Regions from separate parts of the Drosophila melanogaster genome. Here all the other regions are linked to region 1. A link is a contact called in public Hi-C and HiChIP or PLAC-seq data. All regions are on one chromosome and are shown on one strand. The core of a region is the stretch at or near the end of the contact, and the rest is flanking DNA. Distances in the headings are between cores, read along the strand shown. Region 1 holds the start of Asator (asator,). Region 2 holds the start of Sox102F (Sox102F,). Region 3 holds the start of pan (pangolin). Region 4 holds the start of 4E-T (eIF4E-Transporter).

Evidence for each region. Hi-C and Micro-C count contacts between places; a contact is called where the count stands out from the background. HiChIP or PLAC-seq counts read pairs in DNA pulled down with a chosen protein or histone mark.
Region 2: a CP190 HiChIP or PLAC-seq map of the Kc167 cell line shows a contact between it and region 1, with 2.9 times the contacts expected there. The contact joins the promoter of Sox102F here to the promoter of Asator in region 1. A contact is called at or near these places in 1 of 107 Hi-C or Micro-C datasets (embryo) and 1 of 6 datasets of contacts at active chromatin or transcription factors (the Kc167 cell line).
Region 3: a contact with region 1 is called in a Hi-C map of the Kc167 cell line, with 2.8 times the contacts expected there. The contact joins the promoter of pan here to the promoter of Asator in region 1. A contact is called at or near these places in 1 of 107 Hi-C or Micro-C datasets (the Kc167 cell line) and 1 of 6 datasets of contacts at active chromatin or transcription factors (the Kc167 cell line).
Region 4: a Hi-C map of the Kc167 cell line shows a contact between it and region 1, with 3 times the contacts expected there. The contact joins the promoter of 4E-T here to the promoter of Asator in region 1. A contact is called at or near these places in 8 of 107 Hi-C or Micro-C datasets (the Kc167 cell line, the ML-DmBG3-c2 cell line, the S2 cell line and 3 more).

The regions. Positions count from the first base shown.
Region 1 is chr4:484,270-487,296 of dm6, reverse strand. Asator (asator,) reads left to right here and starts at 1,264. Exons shown (of 14, transcript NM_001272127.1): 1 at 1,264-2,087. The coding sequence starts at 2,065.
Region 2 is chr4:832,796-835,910 of dm6, reverse strand. It overlaps Sox102F (Sox102F,), which reads left to right and starts at 1,518. Exons shown (of 5, transcript NM_001014695.2): 1 at 1,518-2,532.
Region 3 is chr4:68,241-71,172 of dm6, reverse strand. pan (pangolin) reads right to left here and starts at 1,520. Exons shown (of 12, transcript NM_001258477.2): 1 at 1,192-1,520.
Region 4 is chr4:957,030-960,031 of dm6, reverse strand. 4E-T (eIF4E-Transporter) reads left to right here and starts at 1,640. Exons shown (of 8, transcript NM_166798.2): 1 at 1,640-2,026; 2 at 2,143-3,002. The coding sequence starts at 2,001. lncRNA:CR45201 (long non-coding RNA:CR45201) reads left to right here and starts at 598. Exons shown (of 1, transcript NR_123751.1): 1 at 598-808. It also overlaps asRNA:CR44030.

The sequences.
Region 1 (3,027 bases), core at 15-2,514:
TCACGAAAACAGTCCCTGAATCATAGATTAGGAGACATACATATGTTTTTTCCAACATAGAAGACCTTCTTCTTGAAATCTTTGATTTAGGATTTCTTTAGGGACCAGAGTCACAGTTATTGTCTAGTAATCAACAAAATTGATTGCAATTTTACTATTGTATTCTTTTTGACATAGATTATACTAGTTTAAAGGGGGCTTTCACTCCTTAGAATGGTAGACGAGGTAACAAACCCTTTTTTTTCATATAATATACATAAATTTTTGATCCTAGCGCTGCTAACATATAGCATACGGTGCTGCCAATGATACATACATACAAATACAGTTATAATCTTGAATTACAGGTAATAATTAACTGTCTCATTTGCTTAATCTTTGTTTTTGTTTAGAGAAACGTATTGCATCAAATTCCTTTTAGGGGCTCGTCGTACATAAACAAAATTCAGACATACAGAGTAACTATGTAAAAAGTAATAAGCTGACCTGTAAAATTCTTGATGTACATGCAGCGCCACCTTTTGGAATTTTGAGTAGTTCAAGTAAATTCCTTAATTTTTTCCCAGTTGCAGAACCACAATTTAATATCGAATGGATCGATTAACGGAGCCGTCCATAGATTTCGTGTTGGAATATGAGGAAATAGTAAAAATATACTATCGATTTCTACACGCTGCAGTAATCGTATATTTTTTTCGAATTTGATTTGATCAAAATATTTTGATTTCGTTTTTAAGTGCTCTGGTTTTCCCAAAATTTACGAACTTATTTACGAACAATACTTTTGGAAATCCTTTAAATTAATTAAATAATTGTCTGGCAACTCTATGACTGACGGAGAACAGATGTTGAAGTCTACGTGTAAAAATAGGTCTAAAATGCTTTAAAACCTTTCAAGAGAAACCATGGATAGAATCTTCTGAGATTGCCCCTGTAGATATATATTTTTTATTAGCCCTGGATTAAACTGGAACGTGGTTTATGTCCTAACCCAGGTTCAAACACGGAACCAGACCAAACAAATTAAATATAGAGGCGGAAATATAATCGTAGCAATGTTCAAAATTGAAGTGAAGCTTTTACTCCCGACTTTCCTAAAAAATGTCATATATTATATAAGAACACACGCTATATATATGTTGAAATAATTCCTTCTTGAAGATATCATCTCAAATGGCTGCAAGTTTGGGGAGACTAAAGATAGCTGTTTATGTTATTCACCTATACACACATATCTGAATACCGTAGTATATACCTAAAAAATCAGTTCGATGCACAGAATGCCTAAAGATTCAGCGGGAAGCATTTGATAGAACAATATATTTCTTAATTACAACTTTTAGTAAAATATTTTATTGGTGCAAAACAATAGGTTTGCCGACAATAAGAAATATTTTATAAAGACAAATTTTAAAGTACCAAATGTAAATCAACTTTTTGCTGTTCGTTTTGATAAATTTATTATAATGTGATCGTCTTAAAAATAATAAATTTACAAATGTGGTCATGTGAACATGTGGATACAAGTGGATCACGCGAATTCCGCGTTGTTATTTTTTCGACGTTTTTACGGAACTTCTCTATAATTAAATCAGTATATAAAAATAGACACATTTGCCTATATAACGTAAATAAACGTAATCATAAATACAGACGATAAGTGATGTGAGCTAATCTAAATAATTGTATAGATTATTATTAATACAGTAAATTGCTCTCAAGCAATAATTAACCTACTTACAGGATTACAACAGAATAGAATTACAGTTTACGTCCAATTAAAGTAGTTTTGCAATAAAATTAAAAACAACAAACGATTATATCACGCACAAAGTATTCGCTCTTACAGTTATGATTAGGCTGCTTTGAGTAATCCTTATATGTTACTTGTGATATTACTACGTGATTATATGAATAATTTCAATCACACTCATATGTGTTCTTGAAGAAGTGAAAATACCGATACAAATTGATAGTTTTTTCCATATTTTAGAAAATAAAAAAAATACATTAAATCAAGTTCTAAGATATCTAAGTTTAAGGACAGCACAGAATTTTGCCATCATGCATTTGCAGGAGTACCTCAGGTATGTTTTGGACTCATACTCTTCTTTAACATATATGTAAGAAAATTAAAACTGAAAATTATTTGGTATCTAAAAATGCAAAAAAAGAGCAGTGTTGTTAATTTTTTTTTTAATTTTCGATGAATTTTGTTAATATGTCACACGGTAGGACGGAAATGTGGAAAATATAACGATTAATATAAATATTAATATATAACGATAATACGAAGCTGACGAAGTATTGAATTAGAACGGCAGCTATTTCTAACTCTAGCGGTGGAATTACGGCAGTTAACCTAATGAATTTTTGTGTGTTCGACCTAACAGGAATAGAAAAAGTACAGTAACAATACAACAATTATATACTTTAAAACGTTCTAAAATTCAGAAAGCCTTTTCATATATATGAACTCGACTAGACTCGGTCCTAAGCGGGCCTTTGATATAATGCAAGCGTACAGAAAATCGCCCAGTTTTCTAAATTGTGCTTATTGGTGGAATTTTTTTTTTTTAATTTGTTGTAGGCTATAGAGTGACAGCGTTTTATAGAAACTTACACTGTTACAAGTCCCGCTTTTATAGCTCCCGAGACCTCGACGTTCATACGAACGGACGGATATTACAACATCGACTCTGCTATTGATCCTGTTAATATAATTTATATACTCTATATCGTCGAAATTTTGCCTTCTATCTGTTTTCCAGATACTTTATAATATTTCATGTCCACTAAGATTACATCTTCCCCACGTTTGAATTGTTTTGTCTATGCCTTTCGAAGGGATAATTCAATATTCAAACAAAAGATGAGGGTATACAATGTATGGTTCAAATGGAACTTGGACAAAACTGTATTACTAACGAATATAAATTCTTAGCAAATATAGGAAATCGAAAGTTAAATGTTTGTTTCAGTATTATACAACTTTTGGGTCGTAGTTTTCTGCAAAACCTAATACAA
Region 2 (3,115 bases), core at 269-2,768, 350 kb before region 1:
CGTCCTCGCAAATCAGGATAGCATTTTTGGAAAAACTGAAAAAATACCGGCGATTTCTGAGAAAGTATCTCTACTAATAACTTACATATGTTGACCTGTACAGCGTTAGAAATCCCGAGGAGAGGCATTCCAACAGGCTTGAGTAGCGCATGGTGTAAGCTCAGGACTATTAGCTACTATTATGTCTTGTGGTTTTTATATAATAATATGTAAAACATCTTGTGTATATATACAAGACGAAATTTATACATTGGGTGTTGCCTCTGCTTCTTTTTAAAACATTATTGGTTTGGTTCAAGGACAACCCTCGCACGCCGAGTTTCAACTTTATCGAAAACTGAGTACTTGATTTGAATAAAATATACATGTATAATAGGGATGGTAACAAAAGTTCAAACTGCGACGTTGGAAGCAAAAGTTTTGGTTCATATATATAAGACGAAATTTATACAATGGGCCTGTGCTACAAAAATTATTATTATTAGTATTCTCCGTTTAAAACGTTATTGTGTTTTTTTGTAGTTCAAGGACAAAGTTTTAAATGTTTAAGGGTACAATACAATAATAAATTAAATGCCTTATAAGAATACCGCTATAAACATTTTTATTTTAAAATACTCAAATGAACATAAAGACGTCAGGAAATTTTTTATGTATTATAACATGTTTTTTAATCTTCCACTTCTTATTATAAATCAAAAAGAGCTTCCTAAAAACTCTTTAAAATAGTTATTTACTGTAAGACGAACTTATACGTTTTTTACCAAATCCTAAATTACTGAACATAGCACAGTGTTAAACCAATCCGAGACATCTATCGAATTAAGCGATCACACCTACCAATTTTCAAAAATTCAATAAATGAATAATCGATTTGATTGTAATCGGAATGCAGGGCTGAGTTTAATACAAGCAGATCTCAAAATATTGTCATGGCCACTCTAACCGTCCGAAATTTTATTAATATTAATATTTATTAATATTTTTCCATTTGATTTGTCTGTACAATTTTTATTGATATACCAAAAATATTTTGGACATACCCAAAATGCGGATTATGACAAAATCATATATATTCCAATATAATCATATAATCATTACGTTTCCGCTTGATCGTATAGTAAGTATTTTATACACTTAAAGTAAATCTTGTTAGCGATCTCAACCTGCGTTACGATATCTCAACGAAAACAGTCGTGGAATTGCAATTCAAAAATATATGGAGACGGAGAACGAAGCGTAAAATTTGCAAAGTATCTGCTGTATAACTGGACGTGCGCAAGAATACCAAACTTCAGACAGAACGCAGAGCCGCGATTGGATAACAAGTCACAAAACCAAATTTCAAATTGAATAACCACGCCTCTTTAACATTATTTGCTTCTCTGCAAAAAAAGAGAAAATTCCGTTCAGAAAGAGAAACCAAACATGTCCAAAAAATTTCTCTTAATGTAAAAACTTAACATATGATTAACATGCAGTTAACAGGCAACAGCAATGGAAGTGGAATTGGAATCAGTGACCAGTGAACATCGCTACACAGTGGTGGTAACATTCCACGTGCGCGGGCTAACCTATGCTGCATAAGACCACACGACTTTGAGTCGGAACAGAATGACTTTTGACTCAAAGCCTGCAATGCACCGATTGCAAAGATTTGGTTGCACACACAAGTTGTACACAATGGATTCTCAGGGTGTTCTGCCTTAAGATCGTGCACTCACACCACTATAGGACCCAACACACTTTGCATGTGAATGCGGTGCACGTGCATCTGCATCTGCCGTGTACTCTGTGTTGTGCATTTGTGTTAAGTGTTAGCTACAAATCATTTCACTACAAATGTCCACTGAGCCTAGTGATGACTCAGAGCGATGTATGTGTATTTTATATTTTCGCAGTATACCGTTCCATGTAGTTCACATTTTCCCTAGCACGGACCAAAGTCAACGCCAAGAAACATCAATTAAGCTCAAACACGCTGAACAGTGCAAAACGGTTTTTGTGCGAATCAAAAATTACTCTTGCAAGCTCCGTGAGCGAGGGGACTAACGCGATGCATCATTGGTAGAGCCAACGGAATTTTGATTAGATACGAAGATGAACACAAGTAGTGTCTTTACACAAAACGCGTATTAGGAACTAGCAATGGGTTGTCTGGAAATCCAAACCAAATGGGAAAATGTATATCTTTAAGCTTATAGCTCGAGGGGTGAGAGCGACTAGGCAGTTTTTGTACGGCCCAGAAATTCCCGAATATGTGCCATGATCCAAAGTATCAAAACGTTTATCGACGTGTCGTTAGGCAAACAAACGGAAAATAATCGGGCGCTGTAAATGTGAAGCAGAAAAATAAAGTGAATTTTCAAAGTGCCATAAGATAATATACATAAATATACGCATCACATTTATATATATTTGTCCTATAAATATCTATAACTTGCCCACGGCCGATAATACAATCCTTGATGCACCTAGTCAAATGAGTACAACTAAAATATATATAATATCAACCGGGTTCCGTAAGAAAAGGTGAGTATACTATGCTTCCCCGCAATGACACTATTCAAATTCCCCATACGACAGTCGTAAAAGATTTCCCCTACCACAACTTTTGGCATTGTTCTTCCAAAAGCTGAGATCTTAGGCCCGCGGTTCGGTCAGTTTTCCCGAATCATCGCGGTTTGTTATGCCGGTTGCTGCTCTAAACAAGCATTGGTCGCGACAGGTGCATTGCCACGCGAGAATATCTTTCGGGAAGGGGAGGGAGGTCTGAGGCAACGATCGGAACTGGAATCGAAATTCGGGCTGGTCGCAGATGGGTTGGAGGATGGAAGGAATGCTTCATGAGTAGCTGGCTCGAAGAAGTTGGAGATCGTATACGAAATGGCTCAGAGTGGACTGGTTTTTGAGGTCGCATGTGCTTGTGTATCCGTGGCCGAATGGGGACAGAAACGAAGTCGTAGATATATTAATGTATTTTATTGCGGATTTCCAAATCCTGTACATACTAATAATTGGAATTCTACATTTATGTTCTTTAAAGTAAGACTCCAGTTTGATTTTGATTCGCTCGAATTCGATCGCGATATCTAGTTTTCATTTGGCACTAATG
Region 3 (2,932 bases), core at 271-2,770, 420 kb after region 1:
GGTCTATATTTTTTGAACTTGTATATATTATAACCTCTCCGAAAATGAAGAAGTCGTTTAAGTAAAATATACATTTTTTTACTCAATTTCTAAAGTCCAATCTTAACAACACTTTTATTCTGATGAAATATTGCTCGGATATGACGGATTATTTTAAATGAAAAAGTTGTATTAGAATAGGAATTTTCGTGTCTTTAAAAGCGTAGTGCAACAATTTTAATAAGTAACTAATAACTATACACATAAAAAATGTAGGTGTTATCATAATATTATTTTGTTAATTTCTTTAAGGTCTTGCAATTTACACAACAATGCATGCGGTTTAAAAATGCTTTTTATGTGTGTTCTCCATCTTCACACCTTTCCACAAAAAAAGGGCTGTAGTTACTAGAAATCTTCATTTCACAAAAAAAAAATAAATAAAAAAAAATAACCTTGCCCTTGCATTTTATTTAAAATAAAAGTTGTATCGACCTGCAAGGACAAATTCTTACTCACTTTTCTCGGAACTAAATGATTAGCAAAATGGAAAAGCGTATGTAAAATATACATACATAGCGATTTGTCACATTTCGGCTTTGGAGGCACGGCGATTTATTCATTACCTGACTGGGCCGTCGGAGATTTGAACTAAACGGATAGGTAGGCAGAACGCGCTGAGGCAAATAGCTAACTACATACTAGTTTAAGGTAACAACTTTGTCGACGCCGACAGCGGCAATAGCAAAAACAAAGCAGAATACGCATCGGCTCAAGACTAATGACACAACGAGTTTCTATTTAGAAACAAGATTGTGGTGTATCAACAGGTAGAGACGAAAACGACAGAGTCTAAACAAAAATATATGCGTAAAACAGAATACAGAAAACTGTATTTTCAGCAAATAAATAAACAAACATCAGGGTGTGTGTGAGTACTGTCGGCTCTCTGCATTCGAAGCAGAGGATCCAATGCCGTGTTTACATATACATGCATAGTTACACGTATACATATATCTATCTGATGAGTATCTACATATATGAACACGACAATGTGGTGTTAACTTTATATTTAAGTTATTAAAACAGAAAATCGGATCTGAAATTAAAATGTTCCCTGAAGAGCGAAAAAGTGCGCACGTTTGACTTTATTGTATAACTTGACCGATGACTGTGGATGTTATTATATTGAACTTAAGCAGGGACACTTACAGTGATGATTTGATTAAACAATCCGAGAGATTAGAGCAGTAAAATTTGAATCCTTTATACGTTAGTTTACTGAAAAGCTATCCACAAAGCCACAAATTTGCAGCAAACTTTTCTGTTATTAAGCACACTTACATGTGAGAAAAATACTAATTGAAAAAGGTTTCACAGTTAAAGGCATACACGCATTAATTAATCAGACACAATATTTTTGTATGTCATACATACATACGTATACTTTTTATCAACACACTTGCACGAGAATTCATTCTTGGGCCAGTCAACGAGTACCGAACGCAGCTTTGATCGCTGCTCTGCCAGCACACGAATGCCGATAAACACTCATATATATATTTGTTTTTGGCTGACATACACTTATACTAACACAGGAAGTTATATATGTTGCATATATGTATATTTATTCATCAAAGCACAATTGGGTGCACCCGCGACGGTAAGGTGATATATTTACACATTTTGTACTTTAAATCAGGCGCATAATTAATTTATACTGAAACAGGCACAAAACAAAGAATGGTACTCTAAAATAATTCCCGGTTCAAAATGTTATCAGATTTAAAACGCCGTACCACGTCTGCGTTGATCGAATTTTTTTTAAATTAGTGCTGGAATAACGACGATGGCAACTGTCGATAAGCAGGCGTGCATCGATGTTCTGCCGCGACAATTCTCGATATTTTGCTTATATCGAATGGCTCGATTAGCATTAAATAATCAAAAAAAATTATAACAAGAATTTTCATTTTTAACTTTTCAATGTTTGTTAGATGTTAAAACACAATAATAAGATTTTTTATTATTTTGGTTCGCTTAAGCTAAAGGTCGATATATTCATTTAAACTCCTAATAGCGGTTTGGGGTCATGCTTAGTTTTTAGAATGGATTATGTACATGATAAACTCATGCAGTTTTCACCCATACGCTACAATTTAAAGATATCGTATTTCGCTAATCACTGAACTTGTCGGGCATTGCCATCCTAATTTTAAAGTTTGGTTGTCGATTAACATTGTACAAATTACATCTCAAGATGGCTGCTCTTGATACGTGCAGATTTCAGAATGATACTTCGAAAATTCACCTCTCGGTGTATGTAGAATTCAGGATGGTAGTTCTTCATATGTGCATAAATCGTATGGCAGCTCCCGATATGTACAAATATCAGGATGGTAAGTTTCAAAATGTGCAAAAATCGGAAGGCACCTCCCGTGATGTGGGAGTTGCCAGGTGGCAACTCATGATATGTATAGGTGTATTTCCCATTAAACGGGCCAGCATTTGACCATTTGACCAGCATTGCCAAGCGTATTTCACCGATCCACGTCATTTTTAAAATAATCGAAATCGAAATGCGAGACCGTTTCTGAACTAGCAGTTGCCTAGCATCCTCCTAAAATTCATGAAGTTATATTGTATGGTGTGCCCCAATACAAAAATTAAAAACATTTATCAATCTTTCTTCATTTTAATTATAAAAATGTATTTAAAAACACTTGGGCCTGTTCCAATTTAACTGTGATGTTATTGATAATGGTAAACGATATCATATGATACGCACACTTTTAAAATTTGCCTTGGACCCAATTAAAAAAACTGACCGCAAGGCGGGATGATCTCGACGCCGAGATATAATGGAATCAAATTAGGCATGCAGATTCAGTTTGTTAAAAATATTTGGATGTTTGGAGAACACGCATAATAAAAAAAAGAGATCAATTTCGTA
Region 4 (3,002 bases), core at 391-2,890, 470 kb before region 1:
ATTTTGCCATCCTTACGATACCGCCGTCATTATCTTCATTAATGGGTGGGTAGAGACCGTTAGGTCAATGCAGGACGGCATATAGAAATTGGGTGACGCACTCTTAGACCATAACCAAAACTATCGTATATTCTCAAAAAAAGGGGACTATGACTATAAAAATAGCTATGTATTTAACTCTAAACCTCTATAGATTTTGATAGACCATGACATTGTGTGGAACATGATGTCATTTTCTAGACATTGTGCACGAAGATCATTCCCGAAGTCGACCGAACACTTATTCCGTGCATGTTTCATCAGACCGCCGGCAGCATATTTTAGCGTTAGGCGTGCACTTCCTTGTATAACTGTGTACACCTACAAAAAATTTCAAAATCAATCTATCGGGCACGCTCCGTTAATCGAAGTACTTTACGATTTCGATTTTAAAGATTGGTGCTCCGGTTTTCAAATTCGTAAGGATTTTCGATGTGTATAACGGGCACTTTTGTCTGGCCGAAATGAAAAGTATATGCCCATTTTTATATCACGTTAGATCTTAACCAAGGGAAAAAATAGTTCAGTAGTCTATTGATTTATATTCATTAGTTATTTTATATACAATTTATTTCTGACCCCATCAAAAATTTGATATACAAAATTTTGCTGTCGGCAACAAAAATTTTCGATTTGGCATTTTAAAACGCAAGATCGGTGCTCCGGTTTTCAAATTCGTAAGGATTTTTCGATTTGTAAAACGGACACTTTTGTCTGGCCGAAATGAAAAGTATATGCCCATTTTTATATCACGTAAGATATTATTTACCAAGGGAAAAAATAGTTTACTCAGTGGTCTATTGATTTATATTAATTATTTATATTCATTATTTATTTTATATACAATTTATTTCTGACCCCATTAAAAATTTGACATACAAAATTTTGCCGTCGGCAAAAAAAATTTTCGATTTGGCATGGGGTCATGCGTGCGTCGACTAAACTTACTTATAAAATATAAAAGAATTAATTATCTTAATTTAAAAGATGGCCTATAGTGTTCGTAAGTAATGCTATTTAATTTAATTAATTAAACGGTCAAAATGCAGTAAAAAATTAAATGCGAACATCGGAATTAAAATTGTGAAAAAGGTGTCCGCTGGAAAACAGCTTAAACAGCTGTTTACTGTACAGAAAACACTCCGACAGCAAAAAATTTTACGAAATCAAATCGAATTCGGAAACAAATTACGATTATTCGGTAATGCATGCCTGATTATAATTTCTTGATTTGTTTTATATTAAATTTAAAATTTAATAGTTTAATAATATAAAAATATTCTTATTTATATTATATATTATGAGTATTTCAAATGTAAATAATCATATAAACTATTTTATAAAACATCGACGTTACATAAATAAAATTTATTTTTTGTTTTTCAAGTGTAAATAATAATATTAATCATTTTAGAAAACATTCGGCACCTTTACTCGACGCTCATACGAACGGACAGATATGCTTAGTCTGGTATCGCTTTAGCACCAGTAGGAAAAACCTAGAATTTCTTTTCCCACAAATGTCACAACTTCAAAATTCCATTGTTTCACGGTGTTTCTCTTTTAATGTTTCAATATTAATATATATAATGCCTTAAGGTTCAATAAGAACAAAATATTTTCAATGTCTATATCCCACTCCAATTTAGCGTGATATTCACAAAGCTAATCGCAACATTGTGAGCATTAAAAATTGTTATATATGTATGTAAGCGTCTTGGGATTATATTCTCATGAAACTCAACAGTCATATATATGGCCTTAAAATACGTATATATATATATATATATTAATTTTTCAAAGTGTGTGTTTGCATAAGTGGTGTGTACTATTTGTATATTCATTGTACAATTTCTCCCGTTCATATAGGAGAGTGTTCTGTTTTTAATAATTTTGGATATCTTAACTTTTTCGACTTTCTGTAATAAGTTAGATTACACAGTGAACTATAGTCCTTAGCAATGGATACATCAAAGATTAGTGCCAGGTATGTGGATTAAATATTGGTAAATTTTAGTCAACTTTTTCGATATTATTCTCGCGTACTGTTTTTTTAAACTTGTATATGTACTAACATTGTTTTAACAATCTGTTTCACATTAGGTACTCGAAAGTAGACCTGTTAGCTCTAAGATATGAAGGTAAAAGTCGACAGCGCCCGCAATGTTCAACACGACTTGAATTGCAGACGCTAGGTTTTTGGAAAATTAATCTGAACACAGCTGCGTTAACCGTGTCCAGCGCCTATTCTAATCAAAACAAGAATCGACTTTCTCCAGAAGCAGATAACTCGAGCTTAATTTGTTCCAATAGTAGCTCAATAAGTTCACGTCGCGCTATGAGAAATCGAGAACGGGCAAACAACTATTACCAGCGCTTCGTACCTACCGATTCTCTTCTAATAAGTGGGGAGGATAAAGATAAGGATGCGCTTTCTCATGGACAGCCCTATAAGTTGAATATCATCGATCACCGTAGCATATCATCTTCACATTTAATGCCGGCATTTGCAAAGAGGCGTTTTGTCATATCGAAAGGCAGCAACAGCGAGGAAAGCAACGAGGGGATAAACACTTGTGCAAGCAAGGGCAAGGCAGCCAGTTCGCCTAGCCGTAAGGGTAGCGAGTTGGATACTGCTGAGACATGTTTGAATTTTGTTCAGCCGGATCACGACCAATGCATGTCATCTTCACCTACATTTTCAACATCCCGCCAAGAAAGGCGGATTGGTAGCGGTCGGCTGTTGCCAAGAAGTGATAATTGGGATTACAAAAACGAAAAGACCGTAGAAGCCAGCATTGAGAATGAAAAGGAAACATCTCCAAATGGATCTGGAAGTACAAGCAGTCTTAATCAGCACAATCAAAGCCAACATCGTTCTCGAACATTCAGTGGAAGGTTAGTTGAACGTGTTCCCGAAGTCACAGATCGTCGTTTTCAATATGACTCCAAAAAGTCTTTTG